2 separate regions of the Sus scrofa genome follow, and region 2 is linked to region 1. The links are chromatin contacts, called in public Hi-C maps. All regions are on one chromosome and are shown on one strand. The core of a region is the stretch at or near the end of the contact, and the rest is flanking DNA. Distances in the headings are between cores, read along the strand shown. Region 1 holds the start of GMPPA (GDP-mannose pyrophosphorylase A). Region 2 holds the start of CHPF (chondroitin sulfate synthase 2).

Evidence for each region. A called contact is a pair of places that touch in the nucleus more often than the background predicts.
Region 2: a contact with region 1 is called in a Hi-C map of liver, with 3 times the contacts expected there. The contact joins the promoter of CHPF here to the promoter of GMPPA in region 1. A contact is called at or near these places in 2 of 5 promoter capture datasets (fetal liver and liver), 6 of 47 Hi-C or Micro-C datasets (fetal liver, heart right ventricle, liver and 2 more) and 1 of 2 datasets of contacts at active chromatin or transcription factors (skeletal muscle).

The regions. Positions count from the first base shown.
Region 1 is chr15:121,505,868-121,510,819 of Sscrofa11.1, reverse strand. GMPPA (GDP-mannose pyrophosphorylase A) reads right to left here and starts at 3,260. Exons shown (of 14, transcript NM_001244657.1): 1 at 3,204-3,260; 2 at 2,291-2,345; 3 at 2,088-2,185; 4 at 831-934; 5 at 383-569; 6 at 1-31. The coding sequence starts at 2,330. LOC102159110 (CAVP-target protein) reads right to left here. Exons shown (of 6, transcript XM_005672245.3): 3 at 4,904-4,952; 4 at 4,298-4,439; 5 at 4,017-4,096; 6 at 3,959-4,014. The coding sequence ends at 3,959.
Region 2 is chr15:121,551,996-121,556,446 of Sscrofa11.1, reverse strand. It overlaps CHPF (chondroitin sulfate synthase 2), which reads left to right and starts at 2,857. Exons shown (of 4, transcript XM_003359649.4): 1 at 2,857-3,569. The coding sequence starts at 3,256. It overlaps TMEM198 (transmembrane protein 198), which reads right to left and starts at 2,761. Exons shown (of 5, transcript XM_021076309.1): 1 at 2,415-2,761; 2 at 1,898-2,101. The coding sequence starts at 2,063.

The DNA of each region.
Region 1 (4,952 bases), core at 2,011-4,510:
AGCCGTAGTTGAGGGATTGTGTCCTGTTAGCCTGAAAAACAGACACACTGAGACAGTGACCTGCCAACTTCAGGGCAGCGAGGTCTGTTTTCTCTTTTTCTTTCCCTCCCCTGGGGCACCTGGCACGCAGCTCTGCCACGGACAGGCCTTCAGCAAGGGTGAGAACTGACAGCTGTGCCCAGCTCCCCACTGCTGAGCAGCCAAAGGGCTCTCAGTCTCCACTGCCACCTCCACCACTGCTGGGGCTTCTGGCTCATTCCAGCCCTGGTCCCACTCCACACCACCTCCACCCTCTGCTGCCCCTGCCTCCCCCAACACTCTCATTCCAGAAACCTCTCTGGATCACCCCCTCTGCATCCTCCAGCCCTCCTGGGCCCCTCACCGTGGTGCCAAGGAGCAAGAAGGGGTGAGGCCGGTGTCTGTGGGCATCCAGCATGGCGCTCAAGGGGAAGTCGGAGCAGACATCAGCGTTGAGCACAAAGAAGGCCTCGGGGCCTCCAGCCAGGATCTGGTCCCGGAAATGGTAGAGACCACCACCTGTGCCCAGGGGGGCAAATTCCTGCAGGTACCTGTCCCCAGGGCCCCCCAGGCCAGCTCAGTGAGATCAGAGGAGACGGCACAAGCCTGGGCACCTAACTCCTCCTGCTCCCAGGGGTACACCTGTCCAAGGCCCACAGAGAAACTCAATACCCTCAGGGATTCAGAGACCCCAAAAAGGACCCTCCTAGTGTGTGCGGGTGCAGTCCAGCAAACTGACTCAACCCCACCCCTGAGAACCCAGGTTTAGGGCACTGCCCCCTGACCCCCATACATCACGTGCCCACAAACACCTGATTGGAAGGTTAAACTCCTGCTGCGCGGCTTCTAGGAACCGGGTAAGGGGCTCATCAGGTTGGTAGAAGCCAATGAGCAGGATCTCCTGCATCCCAGGGACCTGGGGACAAGGGAAGAGGTTGGGAGAGGAAAATACCCGATAGAAGGGAATGACAGGAGGGAGAAGTCCCTGATCCTGGCCCAGAAGTCTGGTGACCACAGTTTCGTTCTCAGCTGTGGGGCCCCTGGGGACTCACTTTACCACTCTGGCCTGCTTTTCCCTCTGGACAATGAGGAGGTTGGAGGACGTCTCTGCCCCCGATCTTTTACTGTTTTATTACTCTGTTACCCCCTGTCCCCTCATATCTGAATTGGGGCTCACCCTAGGAAAGATTTTTGATTACCAAGCCGTGTTAAGTAAGCATCCATTCATCCCACCTTCCCATGTCGATTATCTGTCAATCTAGTTTGAGGGGAGGATACCATTTATCACGTGCCTACTTGTACAAGGCACTTTACAAACATCATTGCAAGCTTCGCCACCCCACAAAGCAGGTCGAATTACTCCCATTTTATTTTATTTTTTTTGCTTTTTAGGGCCACAGCTGCGGCATATGGAAGTTCCCAGGCTAGGGGTTGAATCGGAGATGCAGTTGCCAGCCTTCACCAGAGCCACAGCAATGTGGGATCCAAGCCGCGTCTGCGATCTACACCACAGCTCACGGCAATGCTGGATCCTTTAACCCACTGAGCGAGGCCAGGGATTGAACCTGCGTCCTCATGGGTGCTAGTCGGGTTCGTTACCACTGAGCCACAACGGGAAGTCCCATCATCAAATAAGGAAAACTAAGACTCAAAAAGGGTGGGAAATTAGCTCAAGTCTTTAGAGCAGGCAGAGAACTGGATTCAAATGAAACCTTGCCTGTCCCAATACCAAAAGTGACAAAGAAATTAGCTCCACGGTGAGCGAGGGTATGAGTTCTGTGCTTTAAGCTACAGTGTTAATCTGTCTCTTAAGTTCCTGCCTGATCTCACAGTCCATGCTTTAAAAACAGGAGTGAAATCTAAGCACACGGCCAGAAGAGAGACCAGGTTAGGGGGAGACAGCAGGGCAGTTGCACTGCACAACTCCTGGGGGCGCCATTCACACTGTCATTTGTTAAATGGCGGTCCCTGAAGTTATGCCTCATGGGAAGGTTACAGCTGGGAAAGGGGACTATATGGCATGAAGATGAGCAGGAAGGGAGGTGGGAGAGGGAAGCCTCTGGCATTACCTGGGCACAAGCCTCAATGTGGTGCTGAATCATAGGGACCCCCGCCACAGGAAACAGGGGTTTGGGCACCTCAAAAGACAGGGGCCTGAAGCGAGTCCCTGGGAGAGAAGAAAGAAGCAAATTTCAGCTTCCTTTCTCCCTCTGCCCCCACCCCATCAACCACTCCAGCCCAACCTCCTTCCCCCATTCCCCTGGCTCCTCACCCTTTTGGGGGCCTCCAATCAGGATCACAGCTTTCAGCATGATGTCGATTGCTACCTAAACCTCAAATCCCAACAAAGTCAGGCTCAGATCTCACACCCCAATCCAGGAACCAGACTCACACCCCAACCAAACCCCAAACCCTAAACGGCAACCTTTAGTCCTCTCCAAGGTTGTAAATCCGAAGTTCCTGTACAGCCCTGCCCTGGACACATCAACTCATAAGTCCCACAAATCTCAAATCCCACCCAGATTCCAGCTGGCCTTCAAATCCCACAGTGATCCCACCAAATTCTGAAATTCACACCCCATTTGGCCCCTAACAGACTTCCCTCTGGTCACAAATTCAGCAACCTCAGAAACTCAGCAAGATATGCCTTCTCAGATCCAAATCTCAAAAAACACCACCCTGTAAACCCAAACCCACAGAGTCCCCATTACTGCATCCTCCTTCTAGATGTTAAGCCCTGAACCCCAATTGTGAACCATGAATACTGAACCTCATATCCTAAGTGAGTTCCAAATATTTAACTACAACCCTAAGAATGAATCCTAAGTACTGAACTAACGCTGATCCACATCTGATGCATCCCAAATCCCAGCAAAAATCCCTGAAACCTAAAACTAACCTTTAGATGATGAACTCTGAATCAAAAGACGGATTTCTTTGGCATCCCAAACACTGAACCTACCAACTCCCTGAGTACCGAAAGTGACAAGTACTGAATCTCTGGACTGACTGCTGACCCTCTGAACCCCACAACTGACTCTGTCTAACAAACGCCCTAGCCTCGCGTAGCGAGGAGTTGTGGGACCCAGCAGAGCGGAAGTGCGGAGAGCGATCAGAGTCGCTCTGTCAACCGGCCGTGCCCGGCCCTCTACCCCTTACACCACCCCTTCACCAGCTCCCTTTACCACTAGCTCTCTTTTGCCAGATTTGTGGCCCGCTGCTGCTTGCTCCTTCCGCGCACGTGTCTTCTCGCAACTCGCGAGAACTCCTTCGCGAAGTCTTCTGGGAATTGTAGTTCCTAATAGTTCCTCGCTTTCCAACCGAGCGATAGGAGGTGGGACTTAAGGGAGATCACGGGGGCGTGGCCAAGGGATTGAGGGGCCGGGTTTAATAGTGAAGCAAGGTGGGGCCTGAGAAGCAGTGGTTGGAATTTAGGAAGAAGAGGACCTGAGCTGTCTGGGAAAGGGCCCAGGGATAGCAGCCAAAACCGAGAGCCAAGTTACAGGGCAGAGCAAGTCTGGAGACCTGAGTGGGTGTGTCCACCCTTGAAATGGGAGGGGCCAGAGTGCCTACCCCCCCAGGAAAGGGTGGGGCTTGAGGTATACAAAGAAGGGAAGGCGAAGTCATGGACTTCTCTGCCAGTGCGTTTGTGAAGTGAACCAACTTTTGGCCATGAGAGAAATCTTATCTCAGATTTACTGTCTGCAAAATGAAGCGCTGGACGAGACCCTCTCCAAATATTCTGACCCCAACATGCTGTGACCGTGGTTTGTTGGTTTGGAATAAGAGTGTGTGCGAGGGCAGGGGCAATGGAGTCTCGAAAGAACAGAACAGACGCGGAGGTTCAGGGAGTGCAGCTTTATTAAGCAAGATGAAGGAGGATTGTCGGTTCCACCCACCCCGGGCCTTGGAGCCAGGGCGAAGGGTCTGAGGGTCCCTTTCAGGCCACGTCTACGCGAGCAAAGCTCTGGTCCATGCCCAGGCTGTTCTCCACTACACCTCGTACTTGCCGCTGTCCTCTGGCGTGGCCCGACGGATGGTCAGCGTGGTGGTGGTACTGCCGATCTTGAAGAACACTCTGGGCGAGAAGAGAGGGTGGGCAGGGCCTTGAGTCAGTTTACAGGCTCCCAGGCCGGGCTAATTAACCAGCTCTGTTCTTTGCCTCCCAGTGCCCCGCCCCCATCCCATTGCCGCCAATTTTCTGGGCCCGGTCCCGCCCAAACTCCCGCCCAAGCTCCCGCTCCAGGCGCTGTCCTTGAGGCAAGTCTCCCCGCCTCGCCTGTCATCCTCATCGAAGTCTACGCCTTCCTTGGCCCAGCCCACGTCCGGCGCAGGTTCGCCCAGGATCTCCGCTGTCAGCGTTACCGTGGTGCCTTTGCGCGCCTTGGTGTTATCCGGCCCCTTCTTAATCTTCGCCGGGACTAGAGGAAGGAAAAGGGAACTCCCCCCAGTGAGGGACCTAGAGGTGAGGCGGGTTGTTACCCTGCTCTAAATACGAGATGGATTTAAGCTCGCTGTGTGACGTTGGGCTAGTCTTTAGCTTCTCTGGGGCTTCATCGCCTCAGTTGTCAAACAGGACTAATCCTGCCCCTCTCAGAAGTGAATGAAGGCTCCAAAGAGATACTACATACAGCAGAAATTGACAGGACATTGTAAATCAACTATAATAAATTAAAAAAATAATTATATAAATATTAAAAAAGAGAGAGAGAGCGAGATACTGCAGGTCAAAGTCCTGGAATGTTCACACATTTCGTGGTGCCTTGGAAATTGCCCTGGGCTGGGAGCCAAAAGACCAGAGCTCAAACCCTGGCTGGACCCGGCTGTGGGCGCCCGCTAGGTCGTGCAGCTCTGCACAGTGGCGCTGGACCCAGAGCGCGCCTACCTTCCACGAGGATGCGCGCTGAGTCGGAGCACTGGCCGAAGGGGTTGGT
Region 2 (4,451 bases), core at 1,608-4,107, 46 kb before region 1:
AGGTGTATTTGGAAGTTGGAAAGAACTTGAGAGGTGAGATCACACAGGTCGGAAAGATGAGGTCTTTGAGGGGTCACAGGGCTTCAGAGATATGACTTCAATAGAAGGTTACAAAGGGAACAGAGAAACGGGTCCACAAGATGAGGTCCTTTCAGGTCAAGGGGATTGACAGATATGGAATCATTGAGAGTATTAAAGGGTGTCTGAGAGAGGTAATATTGAAGCCAGAGGAATGGAATCATTGAGATCATGTGGGGAGCAATCTGATGATAGGGTCATAGGGGCTATCCCCCCTATGTTAGGAATAATAGAGGGATGGAAGGTAATGAGATAGCTGGGGTGATTAGGGGTCTTTAGGACATACAAGGGGCCACAGGGAGTCAAAGAGGATTGTTGAGGAAATAGTGGTTGTGGAGTTTCAGAAAAATGGAGGTTATAGGGCCATTAGGCCCATTAAGGGTACCTGGAAGTGTGAGGGACTTGTAGAGCTTGAACAGCTGGGAAGATGGAAGTCAGAGATGGGGGGGTAAGGGGTCAGGGAAAGCCAAAGAGAAAAGTCTTAAAGAGGAGAGTTAGTTCTGGCAATGAGGGGAAGCATTAGAGTCTGGGAGGTTCGGGGGCCGGAAAGAGTAGGGCATGCACGAGGGCTCAGAGAATCCAAGAGTGGGAGAGTGGGAGCCTCCAAGAGCGTAAGGTGGCAAGGAAGCCAGGAGAGGGAATGTCAAGCTGCACTGAGCAACTGTAGAGGGAGCGGGTATGAATAGTGGAGGGGGTGAGGTGACACAGACTCCTTGGAGATCTACAATGTGTCCTGAACCCTTAGAGGGGCTCTTCCTCCTGCCCACTCTTCAGTTGTTCAGACCAGAGGTTGGGGGTGGAAGAGGAGGGACCATCTGGCTCCTATCCCTGCCTACTACGCAGCCATTCTAGGGGGAGGCATAAAGTCTGCACAGCACAAGTCCCCCCCACATATCCCACCCCATCTCTACCCAACCTGGAACTCAGAACTTCAAGCTTCCTTTGCACTTCATCCAGCCACCTATAATGCTCTACCTGGAGGCTTTCCTTGGATGCCCAGTCCAAAAGACCAACTCTACTCTCTGAATTTCTACATCTTCTTGCTGGGGAGTCACTGGGCATTTAGTCCACTAGACCATTTGGCATTTTTGTGCAATTTAGGAAAAACTGAGTTCCTCTAGGCAAAGCAGACTTGTGCCAAGGTCTAGAGTTCTGTAAGTGGAGCATGGGCTAGATTTCAGCCCCTACTTGCCTATCCAGCTGAACTCCCTTGTGCAGTATCCATCCTGGACAACTATTTGCAGCAGCCCTGATTACTGGAACCTGCTTTGGACACACATTTCCATGTGTATGACTAATATTTAGCTCCTCTCTAATAGGTATCACAGGCATAAATGGCTCAGAAGACTTTCCCCCATCAGACAATATGCTCGGTGATAAGAGACCATGTTTACTTACCCTGCTAAATGTTTTCAGTGCCTACCTAGCATAGTAACCCAAACATATCTTCATCACAAGAGCTATTATGTATTCAGTGCTTACTAATTCTTGCAACAACCCTGTGTGAGACAAGTATCATTCTTCCCACTGTTCAGATGAGAAAACTGGACCTTAGCAGTTAATGAGCCCAAGGCATCACAATTAGTAAGGTGCAGAGCCAGGTTCAAATTCAAGCATGCCTAACTCAAAAACCTGTGTTCTCTAGGATCTAGAGTCTAAGTTATCTACAAACATTTGTGGGATGGAAAAAGAGAGAGAGAGAAAAGAAAGATAATTATTATGGTGGTGGTAAAGTTCTAAAGAAGGCTGAGGGTGCCTCAGAAAAATAACTTAGGGAAACAGTGGGGAAGCCCCAGTGAGGGATGAGATGAGGTCTCACCGAAGAAGCAGTAGACGACTCCAAACAGACAGCACATGATGCAGACGAGGGCCGGCAGTGCCTGGTACCTGCGTTCCAGGGGCTGTTCACAGGGTGCACCCCAGAAGGCATCATCTGGCTCGGGGGGCAGCAGCTGGAACCGCAGTGTCGCCGCAGTGCCTGGCATAGTGCTGGGAACAGAGGGAGTCACCCTCCCAGGTCAGCCTGACAGAGAGGAAGTTGGGGTCAAAGAGGAGTCCTGGGTCTCTACCACGATGGAGTGAGAATGGGAGTGGGAGAACTAGGCAAGGACACAGTGGACAAAGGAGTGGTGCTCACATCACACAGCTCTGGAAGCATCCCTGAAGTAAGGGGCAAAAGACAAAGGGAAACAAAAGTGCCCGGCTAGAGGGAGCTGGGATGAAGTTAAAAGGGTAACTGGGTTGTGGGGAGATGAGGTCAGTGTGCTGCCAGTGAGAAGCAGGCGGCTAGAAGACTGGTCTGTGGGCGGCTAAATCTGGGATTGTCCAAGATCTACCTGGGCCGGAGGCGACCTGAGCTTCAGAGCGAAAGAGGCTGTGCAGAAGCCGGCGTGTCCGGGGTTGCAGGGTGCCAGGGGCTCCAGCCGACTTGGGTCCGGTAAAAGTCCGCCGTGAGGGGAAGGGGGCCGCTGGGCCGGAGGGACCGGTCCCTGCGCGGCAGCGTCGCCGCTCCGCCTCCAAAACCGGCTAGCACTCCAGGTCCGCGGCGTTCGGGGACTCGGGCTGGGCCTGGGAAAGGGAAAGGAGCGGGAGCAGGGGCTTGGGCTGCCCCAGAGCCGCGGCCCCATGCCCTGAGCCCGCCCGCGGCCTGTGGTGCTGATGGACAGCTCCGGCCTCTGCTCCTGACGTCACTCAGGGCGCACCATCCAGGCAGGGGCGGGCTGCTTCTGACGTCACCCGAGACGCACCAACCACGCCGAGAGGAGGTTAGGCGACTCCGCCCCCGGCGTCTGCCTCTCCCGCACTGAGGAGGGGGCACTTCCGGGGGTCCTTCCCCTTTAACCTCCCCCTTTTCCTCCCTCTCCGGTAGCTGGAGCCCGAGACCACACCCCGGGGGCGGGGCCCTCCCAGTGACACGTCGGACAGCGACGGCCCCCGCTAAGGCTCCCGAGCCCAGCGCCGGGACGGTGAGCGGTACCGAGCTGCGGCTGGAAGGGGATCAGAACGCAGCGCTGGGGATTCGACTGGCACCGCGGGCTCTGCTCGGCGCGGAGTGGGGGGGCCCGCCTGCTTGCCCTGGGCCCTCTGGATCCGCCCCCTCCCCAGTCCCGCCCCCTCGGAGCCTCCTCTAGCTGCTCTGGGGCTGCTCCGAGGCCCGGGGCCCGCGGTCCTGGCGCCATGCGGGCATCGCTGCTGTTGTCGGTGCTGCGGCCCGCAGGGCCAGTGGCCGTGGGCATCTCCCTGGGCTTCACTCTGAGCCTGCTCAGCGTCACCTGGGTGGAGGAGCCGTGCGGCCCAGGCCCGCCCCAACCCGGAGATTCTGAGCTGCCGCCGCGCGGCAACACAAACGCGGCACGCCGGCCCAACTCGGTGCAACCTGGAGCAGAGCGCGAGAAGCCCGGGGCCGGCGCAGGAGCCGTGGAGAACTGGGAGCCGCGCGTATTGCCCTATCACCCCGCACAGCCTGGCCAGGCCGCCAAAAAGGCCGTCAGGTAGGGATCAGACTCGCCAGCCCCACCCCCTGTGAACCGGCCTGGACAGGCGCGCCGTGGAGGCCGACAGGGGCTGGGTCAGGCTCCGGAAGGAAGGGGCTGGCTAGCCAGGAAGTCTTTGGGCCCTGATAATTTCCGATAGCCCTGCTTCTCGGGGAGGTGTGGAGCCCATCTGAGGCCTCCCTGGGCCTCATCCAGGCCTGGGCAGAACTTGCCCACCTCTGTCCTAAACCTGCTTGACACCACGGGCCCCCAGAGATCCTCAGTTCCCTGGCTCGGTGATGGGTGTAGACTGGTATAGAGAGAGGGAAAGAGAAAAGAGAGAACTAGGATTTACCTCTCTTATTCCTGTGTGGAGACCTGGATGGGGAGGTATTGAGGTTCCTGGGGGAAGGGTGATATACCCATCCCATTAATGCCTCTGCCTGTGAGTTGAACTAATTTCTCCTAAGTAACACTGAGTTCAATTTCCAGTTCTGCAACTTACCTTCTGTGTTGTGGAAGGTAAGATCCTGGAACCCCTGAGCTCCCCAAACACATTCACTACATGTCTATGCTATTCATTCCTTTACATCATTTGTGTGACATATTTGTGGTATAATGCCATATATTTAGAAATAAGTATATCCATCGACTTCCCGTTGTGGTGCAGCAGAAACGAATCTAACTGGTATCCGTGAGGATGCGGGTTCGATCTCTGGCCTTGCTCAGTGGGTTGGGAATCCAGCATTGCTGTGAGCTGTGGTATAGGTCTCAGACGAGGCTCTGATCCCACGTGGCTGTGCTGTGGCTGTGGCATAGGCCGGCAGCTGTAGCTCCAATTGGATCCCTAGCCTGGGAACTTCAATATGCTGCAGATGTGCCCCTAAAAAGCAAAGAGAA